Linked DNA regions of Mus musculus: region 2 is linked to region 1. Evidence: chromatin contacts called from public HiChIP or PLAC-seq data. All regions are on one chromosome and are shown on one strand. The core of a region is the stretch at or near the end of the contact, and the rest is flanking DNA. Distances in the headings are between cores, read along the strand shown. Region 1 has its middle 10 kb from the start of Tespa1. Region 2 has its middle 14 kb from the start of Vmn2r84.

The links. HiChIP or PLAC-seq counts read pairs in DNA pulled down with a chosen protein or histone mark.
Region 2: an H3K4me3 HiChIP or PLAC-seq map of the SCID.adh cell line shows a contact between it and region 1, with 8 read pairs. The contact joins two enhancer-like sites. A contact is called at or near these places in 2 of 39 promoter capture datasets (the C10 cell line and pre-B cells), 1 of 15 datasets of contacts at CTCF or cohesin (CD8 T cells), 1 of 115 datasets of contacts at active chromatin or transcription factors (the SCID.adh cell line) and 1 of 9 other capture datasets (pancreatic islet).

What each region holds. Positions count from the first base shown.
Region 1 is chr10:130,310,100-130,315,618 of GRCm38.p6, reverse strand. No RefSeq gene overlaps it. Among named protein-coding and RNA genes, the nearest start is that of Tespa1, 10 kb to the left of the region's middle. Within about 2 kb of position 1,293, at least 71 of the 459 cell types and tissues checked have an H3K27ac peak or open chromatin away from gene starts, as enhancers often do. A contact at or near this core is called in the SCID.adh cell line, where this site is marked.
Region 2 is chr10:130,377,567-130,383,602 of GRCm38.p6, reverse strand. No RefSeq gene overlaps it. Among named protein-coding and RNA genes, the nearest start is that of Vmn2r84, 14 kb to the left of the region's middle. Within about 2 kb of position 4,077, at least 4 of the 459 cell types and tissues checked have an H3K27ac peak or open chromatin away from gene starts, as enhancers often do. A contact at or near this core is called in the SCID.adh cell line, where this site is marked.

The DNA.
Region 1 (5,519 bases), core at 44-2,543:
ACTTACTAGTATTTTTATATTCTGGTATCTCCAGAACTAAAAGAAGGGTAGTCCTGACTAAGTCTTTTGAGTTTAGTGAAATGACTGTCACACACATCATTTCATGATGGAGAAGAGGGAAATGATGAATGACATAAGGATGAAAGACATCAGAGTGCTCAGACATTGTAAATTGTATCATCTACTGGGACATCACCATAATAAAGACACTGCAGAATGGGTTCCAAATGTTTTTATTCTACAGAAGAACCCTTTTAAAAATATATTCTCCTGATTGCTAAATTGCTACAAAAAGTATTTTAAGAGTAACACTGACACAATTATATTGCTTTTGTAAATTTGAAAATATTTCTACTATATTATATTTCACCACATTGCTTTTGTAAGAAAAATAACTAAGACCATGAGAGGGGACAACATTTAAAATGTAAATAAAATAAATATCTAATAGAAATAAAAAATAAAAATAACTAAGATATTTTCTTCAGTTTTGTGAGCTAACAAAAGAGAGCCAATAGATGGAAGCTTTATCTCATATTAATAAATAATTCAATGTAATTATACAATTAGTAAATGCCACTAAAATTAAGGATTTATAGAATTTATTTAACTAAAGTGATTACTCACTATAACATCTATACTATATTATAGTAATCCCTATAGCATCTATACTAGTTATTTTATTAATTGTCTAATATCTATCATATGATTTGTTATAGAATGAGAATATTAAGTAAGACATGGTAATGAGTTATAAGGGTAACAGAAAATGTTAAGCCAAATATATATCACCTTTGAATAATATCTGTACATATGCAATGTCCAAACCACTTCTGAGTTCTGATGGACAGATGGAGGGGCCAGGCACAAGTTTGAAGCTAGGAGCTAAGGCTCATCTGGAAGGTTGCCCAGATTTGGGGCACAGCCAGGACAGCTGCCCAGAGAGGAAGCTGCTGCTCAGAGCCCTGCTCTGCCTAGCAGCTGGGCCCCTCTGCTCAGGCCCAGATGCATGACATCTGCTCCATGAGAAGCTGGTCTCCTATGATATGAAAAAACACTACTTTGTGTAGGAATCTGTTTTTTTTTTTTTTTTTTAAAAACTGCTCATGTGAGATGTTTAGTGATTTGCTTCCTATATGTACTCAAGAACCAGAGTAGGAGGAGAGACAGAGCTCCTGACTATAATCTTAGCACTTGGGAAGTAAAAGCAAAAAGGTTGCCAAGTACTACATAGTGACGTCCAGGCCAGACTGGGCTTTAGTGGGAAACACTGTGAGTAGAAAGGAGGAAACAGTGGCAACTCATCAGGGTTTCTTACAAGGAGAAGTATGTCTGGGTAGGTACTGTTGACCTTTGCCTGTGCATTCTGGGAGTAAAAGATCTTGAGAAGTGGAACTATCACTCTTCTAGCCTATGCCTTCTCCTAAATCACTCTTCTTGGTGGAGCGATTTCCTCTGTCTAGATAAACTGAAGTTCAGCAGAACTGAAGAACAGTCAGTCAGAAGATGTTCTTTCAGAGATCAAGTCCACTAAAGCTGTGACACTGGTTACCTTCCAAATGTCTGTATATATGTGAAAGTACACATCCATGGAAATGAATATCTGGAAAAGAAGCATTACCTCTTACATATATGGTTCTGTGATGAGATAAATTGGGGAAATACAAAAATTTAAAAGATCAGATTGTATATTTAAAGCTTAACTTCTTGGGGATGTTCATAAACATCTGAAATGTGCATCTTCGAGGAAGATGGAGCAGTTTATTTTTCTGAATGACTGTCTCTGTTTGTTTCTGGAAAATGTGTCACACACACACACACACACACACACACACACACACACACACACACACACACACAGGGCACATGTGTCCCAGGGTGTATGTGGAGATTAGAGAACAATGCCACCTTGTGGTGATTCCCAGTGCACAAGTGCTATACCTACCCAGACACCTCACCAGCTCTGCTTTGTCTTTTTTTGAGGTATGATTGACTGTGTTAGTTTTGGAAAGTTGTTTCTGTTCTTTCTGGGTTACACTGGTATTTGTGTCTTTGGCTGTACTCTGGGTTACACACTGGTATTTGTGTCTTTGGCCCTGTACTGTTTGATGGGCTTTCTTCTGTCTAAGCCCTTTCAGTTCAGAGGAATTGGGGCTTATGGAGACCCCAATCAAATTTAGATGGTGTTTTACACCAACCCTAGTGTTTTGTTTTATGAACCACATGGTGTAATAATTCAGGAGGGTGCACCTCAATGGCCCCTGTCAATTTGTCCCTCTGAACAGTCATGCCACAGGACAGGCCAAGTACAAAGGAAGATTATTGGGGTAAGGGAGCCAGGGAGGAAAGCAGAGACCTAGAAAGGGGTTAAGGCAGGGAAATGGGGACAGAGAAGGATAAAAAGAGAAGAAAGAGGAATAGAGGGAGAAAACAGCCAGGGACACGTAGGGAATAGAGGGAGGGGGGAAGAGATGGAGAGAGAGGGAGATGGAGATGGAGAGAGAGAGTTGAACAGTCCAGTCTTTATATTCAAGCCAGGCTCATACCTGACTGTTGCTAACTAACTGTTAGGCAGAGCCTAGAGAAATTGCTAACACCTAGGATCAGATGGACCTGCAGTGGAGAAGGACCATTTGGGGATTGAATAGTATGGGAGCCAGTTACCCTGAAAGTTTACAACAAACAAGCAAGCAAACAAACTCTATTTGGAGTAATCCATGGACTTTAATAGTTTCAAATTTGCTCTCTCTACCTAGAAGAAAGGAAGGCATAAAGTAACCTCTCAGAGGAAAGTGGAGGAGGTAGAAAGAAAAACAGGCAATTTAGAAGTGAAACTTTCCTAGTTTGCTTGGGCTATGTTCTATAGCAATTTCTTCTGAGATAAAACATTTGATCTTAGAGGGAAGCTTCTTAAGACTGGAATGTTCTAGAGTTCATTCAACATTCCTTTCTGAATTTAAAATCTAGAAAGTAAACAATTCAAAATCTTCAAGAAGTCCCTGAAACTTACCAGAACAGTGTCATACAGCAGACTGTAATTCTAAAAACAAAGTGGGTAGTTTATAAGCAAAAGAAATCTATTTTCCATCAGTTCTAAAGGCTTGAAATCCATGTTCAAATTGAGCATGTGTCTGGTGAGGGGTTGCTGCCTAGTTCACATGTCTTTTGTCTGTCTTCACATGATAACAAGGGAATTTTTTTTAACAAGGGTATTAATTTAATTTTTTTAACAAGGGTATTAATTTAATTCATAAATTCTCTGTCCTAATGAACCAACCATTTCCTAAATCGCTGTCTTTTAATATCATCACCTTGGAGATTAAAATTTCAAAATATGCTAATCTGAGAAACTTCCTTCTGTTATGGGCTATGGGCAGCAGTTAATGCAGAGACTCATAACTGTCAAGTGCTAAGAATATGTGTCTGTTTAGTGCTCAGTCAGAAACAGGACATCAGTGTCACCCCCCCCCCCATCCCCAAGGCTGGCAGAACACTATGGATGAGGGGACAAAAAACTGTAATAGCTGGAAGAAGGGGAAGAGTGTTGTAGAATGTAGCCTTATGCATCAGTTCCTCAAAGGAAATGAGACAGAAGCTGATTTCTGATCAGAAGATATCTGCAGAAGCTCCTGAGAAGGGTCAGTGCAGGAGACTTAGTTCAGCGTTCTCCTTGTCATGCTCTAAGAAAGAGGGGCTTGTAAAGTGAATAAATAAATAATTAAAAAATTATTTAGAAAAAGAGAAGAAAGAAGGCATGGAGTAGAAGAGGGAAAGAAGTGGAAAGAAGAGAAATGGCTTCAGAGACAGGGACAGAACCTGGAAAGAAGTGACTCACCAGCTGGAGAAGGTGAAACTGAAACTGAATTGTAAGGGTTGGGGACTTTTCTTGCCCTAGCACACAACCAGCCTACACTCCCTGTGTCTTGCACTGTGGGTCTTTGAAGACCAGAGTCATGATAAAATGGGTATGGGTATGATCCAAACACCTTAAAGTGAATGCACTCTAATTTGCTGTAGTTCACGTTCAACTTGTTTCTTCTGATATGTGTTCAGAGAAGGGGTGAGGAACAAGAGCCAGCTGCCTTGCTCTGCTTCCCTTCCAGATTTTTTCTTTCTTTTTCTTTCTTTTTTCTTATTTTTTGGCAGATTCTTTTTTTTTTAAATTAAGATTTATTTATTTATTATATGTAAGTACTCTGTAGCTGTCTTCACTCACTCCAGAAGAGGGCATCAGATTTTATTATGGATGGTTGTGAGCCAGTATGTGGTTGCTGGTATCTGAACTTGGGACCTTTGGAAGAGCGGTCGGTGCTCTTTTTTTTTTTCCATTTTTTATTAGGTATTTAGCTCATTTACATTTCCAATGCTATACCAAAAGTCCCCCATACCCACCCCCCCACTCCCCTACCCACCCACTCCCCCTTTTTGGCCCTGGCGTTCCCCTGTACTGGGGCATATAAAGTTTGCAAGTCCAATGGGCCTCTCTTTGCAGTGATGGCCGACTAGGCCATCTTTTGATACATATGCAGCTAGAGACAAGAGCTCCGGGGTACTGCTTAGTTCATATTGTTGTTCCACTTATAGGGTTACAGTTCCCTTTAGTTCCTTGGGTGCTTTCTCTTGTTCCTCCATTGGGGGCCCTGTGGTCCATTCAATAGCTGACTGTGAGCATCCACTTTTGTGTTTGCTAGGCCCTGGCATAGTCTCACACGAGACAGCTACATCTGGGTCCTTTCAGCAAAATCTTGCTAGTGTATGCAATGGTGTCAGCGTTTCGAAGCTGATTATGGGATGGATCTCTGGATATGGCAATCACTAGATGGTCCATCCTTTCGTCACACTTCCAAATTTTGTCTCTGTAACTCCTTCCATGGGTGTTTTGTTTCCTATTCTAAGAAGGGGCAAAGTGTCCACACTTTGGTCTTCATTCTCTTGAGTTTAATGTGTTTAGCAAATTGTATCTTATATCTTGGGTATCCTAAGTTTCTGGGCTAATATCCACTTATCAGTGAGTACATATTGTGAGAGTTCCTTTGTGATTGGGTTACCTCACTCAGGATGATGCCCTCCAGGTCCATCCATTTGCCTAGGAATTTCATAAATTCATTCTTTTTAATAGCTGAGTAGTACTCCATTGTGTAAATGTACCACATTTTCTGTATCCATTCCTCTGTTGAGGGGCATCTGGGTTCTTCCCAGCTTCTGGCTATTATAAATAAGGCTGCTATGAACATAGTGGAGCATGTGTCCTTCTTACTGGTTGGGGCATCTTCTGGATATATGCCCAGAAGAGGTATTGCTGGATCTTCCGGTAGTACTATGTCCAATTTTCTGAGGAACCGCCAGACTGATTTCCAGAGTGGTTGTACAAGCTTGCAATCCCACCAACAATGGAGGAGTGTTCCTCTTTCTCCACATCCTTGCCAGCATCTGCTGTCACCTGAATTTTTTTTTTCCATTTTTTATTAGGTATTTAACTCATTTACATTTCCAATGCTATACCAAAAGTCCCCCATATC
Region 2 (6,036 bases), core at 2,828-5,327, 65 kb before region 1:
ACTGTTTTGTTTTTATGACAGATCATATTAGATCTTGACATTTAATATTCTAAATTCTAAAACTTTCATATATGTTGACTAAGGTTTTTCTCTCCGTAAATGTTTCCCAAATCCTTCCCACCTCTCTACTCACCCAACTTTATGTTCTATCTAAGAATCGAACGCAACTCTACAATCAGTAGTCCTTCTTTACTCAAATGATAAATGAGGTGAGCAAGAAATCAGGGAAACAGTACCCTTCACAATAGCCACAAATAATATAAAATTCCTTTGTTTAACTTTATCCAAGCAAGGGAAAGAAGTATACAAGAACTTCAAGTCTTTGAAGAAAGAATTGAGAAAGGTATCAGAAGATGGAAAGATTGCCAATGCTCATGGATTGGTAGGATTACATAGTAAAAATGGACACCTTCCCAAAAGCATTCAACATTTGCAATGCAATTCTGATCAAAATTCCAAGACAATTCTTTGCAGACCTTGAATGAACAGTACTCAATCTCATATGGAAAAAAAAACACCCAGGACAGCTAAATCAACCCTGGCACATAAAAAGAATCTCTGGAGTTATCACAATTCCTAATTTCAAGCTCTACTAAAAGGCAACATTTACAAACAACAAAAACAATAAACAAACAAAAACACATGCTATGAACTTAAAAACAAACAGATTGATTGATGGAATTAAATGAAGACCTCAAAATAAATCCATACAACTATGGATACTTGATATTTGACAAAGAACCCAAAACTATACAATGGAAAAATGAAAGCATCTTCAACAAATGGTGTTGTTCCAAGAGGATGTCTGCTTGTGGAAGAATAAAAATTGATCTGTCTATCACCCTATAAAAACTGAAGACTAAGTGGATCAAAGACCTCAAACAGAAACCAGATACACTAAATTTAATAGAAGAGAAAATGGGGAATAATCTTGAATCTATAGTCCCAGGAAACAACTTCCTGAATAAAACACCAACAGCTCAGGTTCTAAGACGAACAATTAATAAATGGGACATCAAGAAGAAGAAAATATTTTGTAAGGCAAAAGGTGCTATCAAAGGGGAAAACTGAAATCTAAAGAATGGGAAAATATCTGCAACAACACAATACCTGATGGAGAGCTTGTATGAAATTGGACATCAACAAATCAGATAATCCAGTTCAAAATGATATGCAGAGCTAAACAGAAGTCTCAACAGAAGAATCTCTATTGACCAAGAAGAAATTAAAAGTGTTCATCCTCCTTAATATCGAGGAAAGACTAATCAAAATGTCTCTGAGATTCCATCCTACTGCACTCAGAATGACTACAATGAAAAACTTGAGTGACAGTGTGGGTGTCATGGTAATTCAGAAAAAGCCTAAGAAGGTCTATGGCAACAAAGCCATTCAGGTTAGACATCCCCAAGAGAGATTCTTAAGTCGATAATGACAGTTTATTGAAGGCAAAGGGTTTGCTCTGAGTTGGCATGTGTATCATCTCTACACTTGACATACTGCTCCTTGGTCTGCAGAAGCCCAAGGGAAAATCCACTGTTGATTCAATATTTCTCTCACTCCCTGTATAAATCAAGCAAACATTTTAAAGTTGAGCAGAAATTGCCTTTATTGTTGCTGTAAAGCACTATCCTGGTCAATTATGCTATAGCAACACTTGCCACTCCATGAAGCATATCATCTTCATGAAGAAGATAAAAATAATCAATTTCCTCTTTATCATCTTCCATAGTTTTTATTTGTGTATTCATTAAAGAAATAAGTTTCCTAAGGCATTGTAAATGATGAAGTAAAATAGCCTAAATTGGGTATGTTTGAAAGCTTAAATTGTTTTTTTTATTAGATATTTTCTTTATATACATTTCAAAAGTTCCCTATCCCAAAAGTTCCCTATACCCTCCCTCTGCCCTGCTCCCCTACCCATCCACTCCCACTTAAATTGGCTACTTACAATTCCAGAGACTGTTCAGGGTGAGGGAAAATACTTGTGTGGTTTTTATAACATTCAGAACATTCAGCAGTTTGACTATCTTAATGACTTTGGCTATTGTATCATCACCCATAGGATAAAACTGGCATCTAAGTTCTTGAGTAATCATTGTTTATATTGAGCTGTCATTCCATTACTATTGATGCAGCTTGCATGACACCATTCAGCCTAATATCATTAATCAAGAGTTTAACTTATTCATTTTATGAGTTCTCAACATTTGGCCATTTTCAAAAATTTCTCTATAAGGATTATATATGAACTTAACTAAATTCACATCTATTTCTATTTCATTTCTCACTCTTAAACAAGAGGACAACAGGTAATTCAATCTACTCATTAATCATGTGCTAAACAATTCTATGTTTGAAATATATACATACATACATATATATGTATATATATATATATATATATATATATGTATATATATATATATATATATATATATATATATATATATATATATAGGCTTTTTGACATAGATCAATGAAGTTTGTTTAGTGCAAACACATATAGGTATAAGTTTGTGAAATACTGTGTTAGTAACTTTGTCAGTGCAAAGACATTTATACAATAGTGAAAAGACAGTTTCCAGTAGCATTCTTACACTTTACCATATTTGAGCCATCATGACAGGTTGTTCTCATTACATGCGAAATGCTAGCTGGCAACAGGATACTAGCTATTGTCCTGATTCCTCACAAAGCCCTAATCACAATGTGATTATAGATGTAAACTTCAGCATCCTTGTTTCTGAGGGTTCTTAGGAAATGTCCAATTTTAATGTCCATAAACACACATATTTCTTTGGAAATAATTTAGAAAATATTTCTTATTATTTGAACATTTTAAGGATCAAGTTTCACTCTAGGAAGATAGGACATGTATATAGGATCAAGGAAGGGCATGATTACACATATGCATAAATAATATGACATGGAACAATATCTGAGAAAGAAAGCAGTTTTAAATCTGATTCTTTGCCCAATACTTTTCTGGAAAATGTATTCTTTGCAGGCATTGTAAAGTGACCCAAATATGCAGTTTAAGTAACAGGGTAACTGCTATTTTGGGGAAAAGCTATTCATCAGCTTAATTGATTACATTAAGAACCAAGTGAGTTTACATCACCACTTGCTTTCTATGTTCCTACAGTGTTTTAGTGAGCAAAGAGGGAGAAGATAATTGATCTTCAGAATTTTTTTTCTGAAGAGAATATTCACATGTGTCATTTTAAACCTCATTCTCACTGCAAGGGAAACAGACAAAACAGCAGGCTCTTACTCGCTCCTGATGTAATTTCTTTGTATCCATGAGTGCAAGCAACCATGCATATAGTGGTGGGGATTTGTGAATAATGAAATCAGTGTTGGTAACTGATAGGGAATTCATTATTTTCATTTATCTTTAACAGTTATAGCTCTTATCCTGTTCAGGGACTTAAGCATTTCTTTAGAGCTACAATAATAATAAGGTCACAATTCTTAAAATACATTGCTTACCTTGATGCATATTTCTGTTTTAGAAAAATGGAGTTAATTAATTTTTTTGCCTTCTCAAAACTAAACAAAAGGTTAGAATGACTGTCTGGATGTTTGAAATAAATCAGGACTGAATCTCCACTTGCATCCATGTCAGATCTTCATGCCAGCTCCACAGACAGCACAGTCTGCCTGTCTCCTAGGATGTCTGCACTAACCAAGAACACAAATGAGACTCCTGCCCCATTATACATGCTATCTGGGACCCGCCCCCCCCAAGCCCAGCAGGTGTGGGATATCTCTCTGCCTGAGCCCCATCAGCCTTCCCTTCTGCACCCTAAACGGATCAGTGTTCTTGCCCAACCCCCAACAGTCTGCCTGTCTCCTAGGCAGTCTTCTCTAACCAAGGATACAGAAGGACTGCTCTAAGAAGAGATACAAGAGGCCTACCCTGGCCAGAGACTATACAGCCTGCCTCCCAGGAGGCCTGCTCTGACCCTAGTCACATAACTCTACCTGCCTCTAAGGAGGTCTTCTCCAGTCCAAGACACCCAGGCCAGTTAACACCAGAGAAAATGAGTTGGCCAAGGGCAAGCTAGGGAACATAGGCAACAGGAAGCAATGCAATTTGGCACCATCAAAACAGAGTTCTTCCACCACAGCAAGTGCAGGGTAGCCTAACATGCGTGAAAAGCAAGATTCTCATCTAAAATCCTATCTCATGAAGAAGATAGAGGCCTTTAAGGAGGATATAAATAACTCCCTTAAAGAAATACAGGAAACCACAGGCAAAGAAGTAGAATCCCTTAAAGAGAAAACAAATAACTTCCTTGAAGAAATACTGAAAAGCCCAAACAAATGACAGAATTTAACAAAATGGTCCAAGAATGAAAATGGAAATAGAAACAATAAAGAAATCACAAATGGAGGCATCCCTAGTGATTGAAACCTAGGAAAGAGAAGAAAAACTACGGATGCAGGGATCACCAACATAACCAAAAAAAAAAAAAAAAAAAAAAAAAAATTGAAGAGAGAATCTCAATTGTAGAATATACCATAGAAGATATTGACACATTGGTCAAAGAAAATACAAAGTATCAATAGTTCCTAACCCAAAATAAAAGGAAATTTAGGACACAACGAAATTAACAAACCTAAGAATTATATGAACAGATCAGGGTGAATACTTCCTGTTCAAAAGACCAGAAAATATCTTCAATAAAATCATAGAAGAAACTTTCCTAACGTAAAGAAAGAAATTGCCAGAAACATACAAGAAGCCTACAGAACATCGAATAGATGTGATCTGAGAAGAAAATCTTCTCACCACATAATAATCAAAATGCTAAATGTATAGATCAGAGAAAGAATATTTAAAATTATAAGGGAAAAGGGTAAGTAACATATAAAGCCAGACCTATCAGATTTATACCTGACTTTTCACCAGAGACTCTAAAAGCCAGAAGATCCTGGACAGATACAATCCAGATGCTAGGAGAATACAAATGCCAGCCTAGGCTACTATAAGTAAAAACTCTCAATCACCATAGATAGAAAAACCAAGATATTCCATGACAAAACCAAATTTAAATATCTGTCTAAGAATCCAGCCCTATAGAGGATATTTGAAACAAAACTCAAACTCAAGAAGGGTAAACCCAAGAATACACAAGAAATTAAACATCTCACAACAAACCCAAAAGAAGAAAATCACACACACACACACACACACACACACACACACACACACACACACTACTTTCTCCAACCACAAAAATAAGAGCAACTAACAATCATTGGTCTTCAATATCTATCAATAACAATGGATTCAATTTCCCCCATAAAAAGCCAATACAGTGAGTACATATCATGTAAGTTCTTTTGTTATTGGGTTACCTCACTCAGGATGATACCCTCCAGGTCCATCCATTTGCCTAGGAATTTCATAAATTCATTCTTTTTAATAGCTGAGTAGTACTCCATTGTGTAAATGTACCACATTTTCTGTATCCATTCCTCTATTATAAATAAGGCTGCTAGAAACATAGTGGAGCATGTGTCCTTCTTACCAGTTGGAAAATCTTCTGGATATATGCCCAGGAGATCAAGAGGGAAAAGCATCAGGGCACAGTCACAATGAAAAGCAAAATCAAATTCCAACTGTCCAATCTCTGGGATCCACTCATGATCTTCTGGATTCCTCCAAGGGTCACTTTTCCAGCCCTGCTCTTTGTAGAACACATCTTGTCTTCTAGGCTCTAGCTGCCTGTACTCCACTGCTGCTGCTGTCCTTGGTGATCATCTCATGGTACTGGCATCTCCAAATCAATGCATGACCCCTTCAGTCCTGGGCCATCAATTGCAACTGAGGCTACACCTTCACCAATGGCCTTCCATTGGCCTCTCACAGTGCTGAGCTTCAGCTGCTCTGCATGACCCCTTCATGCCTTCAAAACCAGTACCACCTGAGTAACTCTTACACATCAAATCCAGCCTAAAATATAGTACCCGAAAATGTATGGTATATTATTGGAAATTAGGCAAAATTTAAGTTGCTATCTTTAG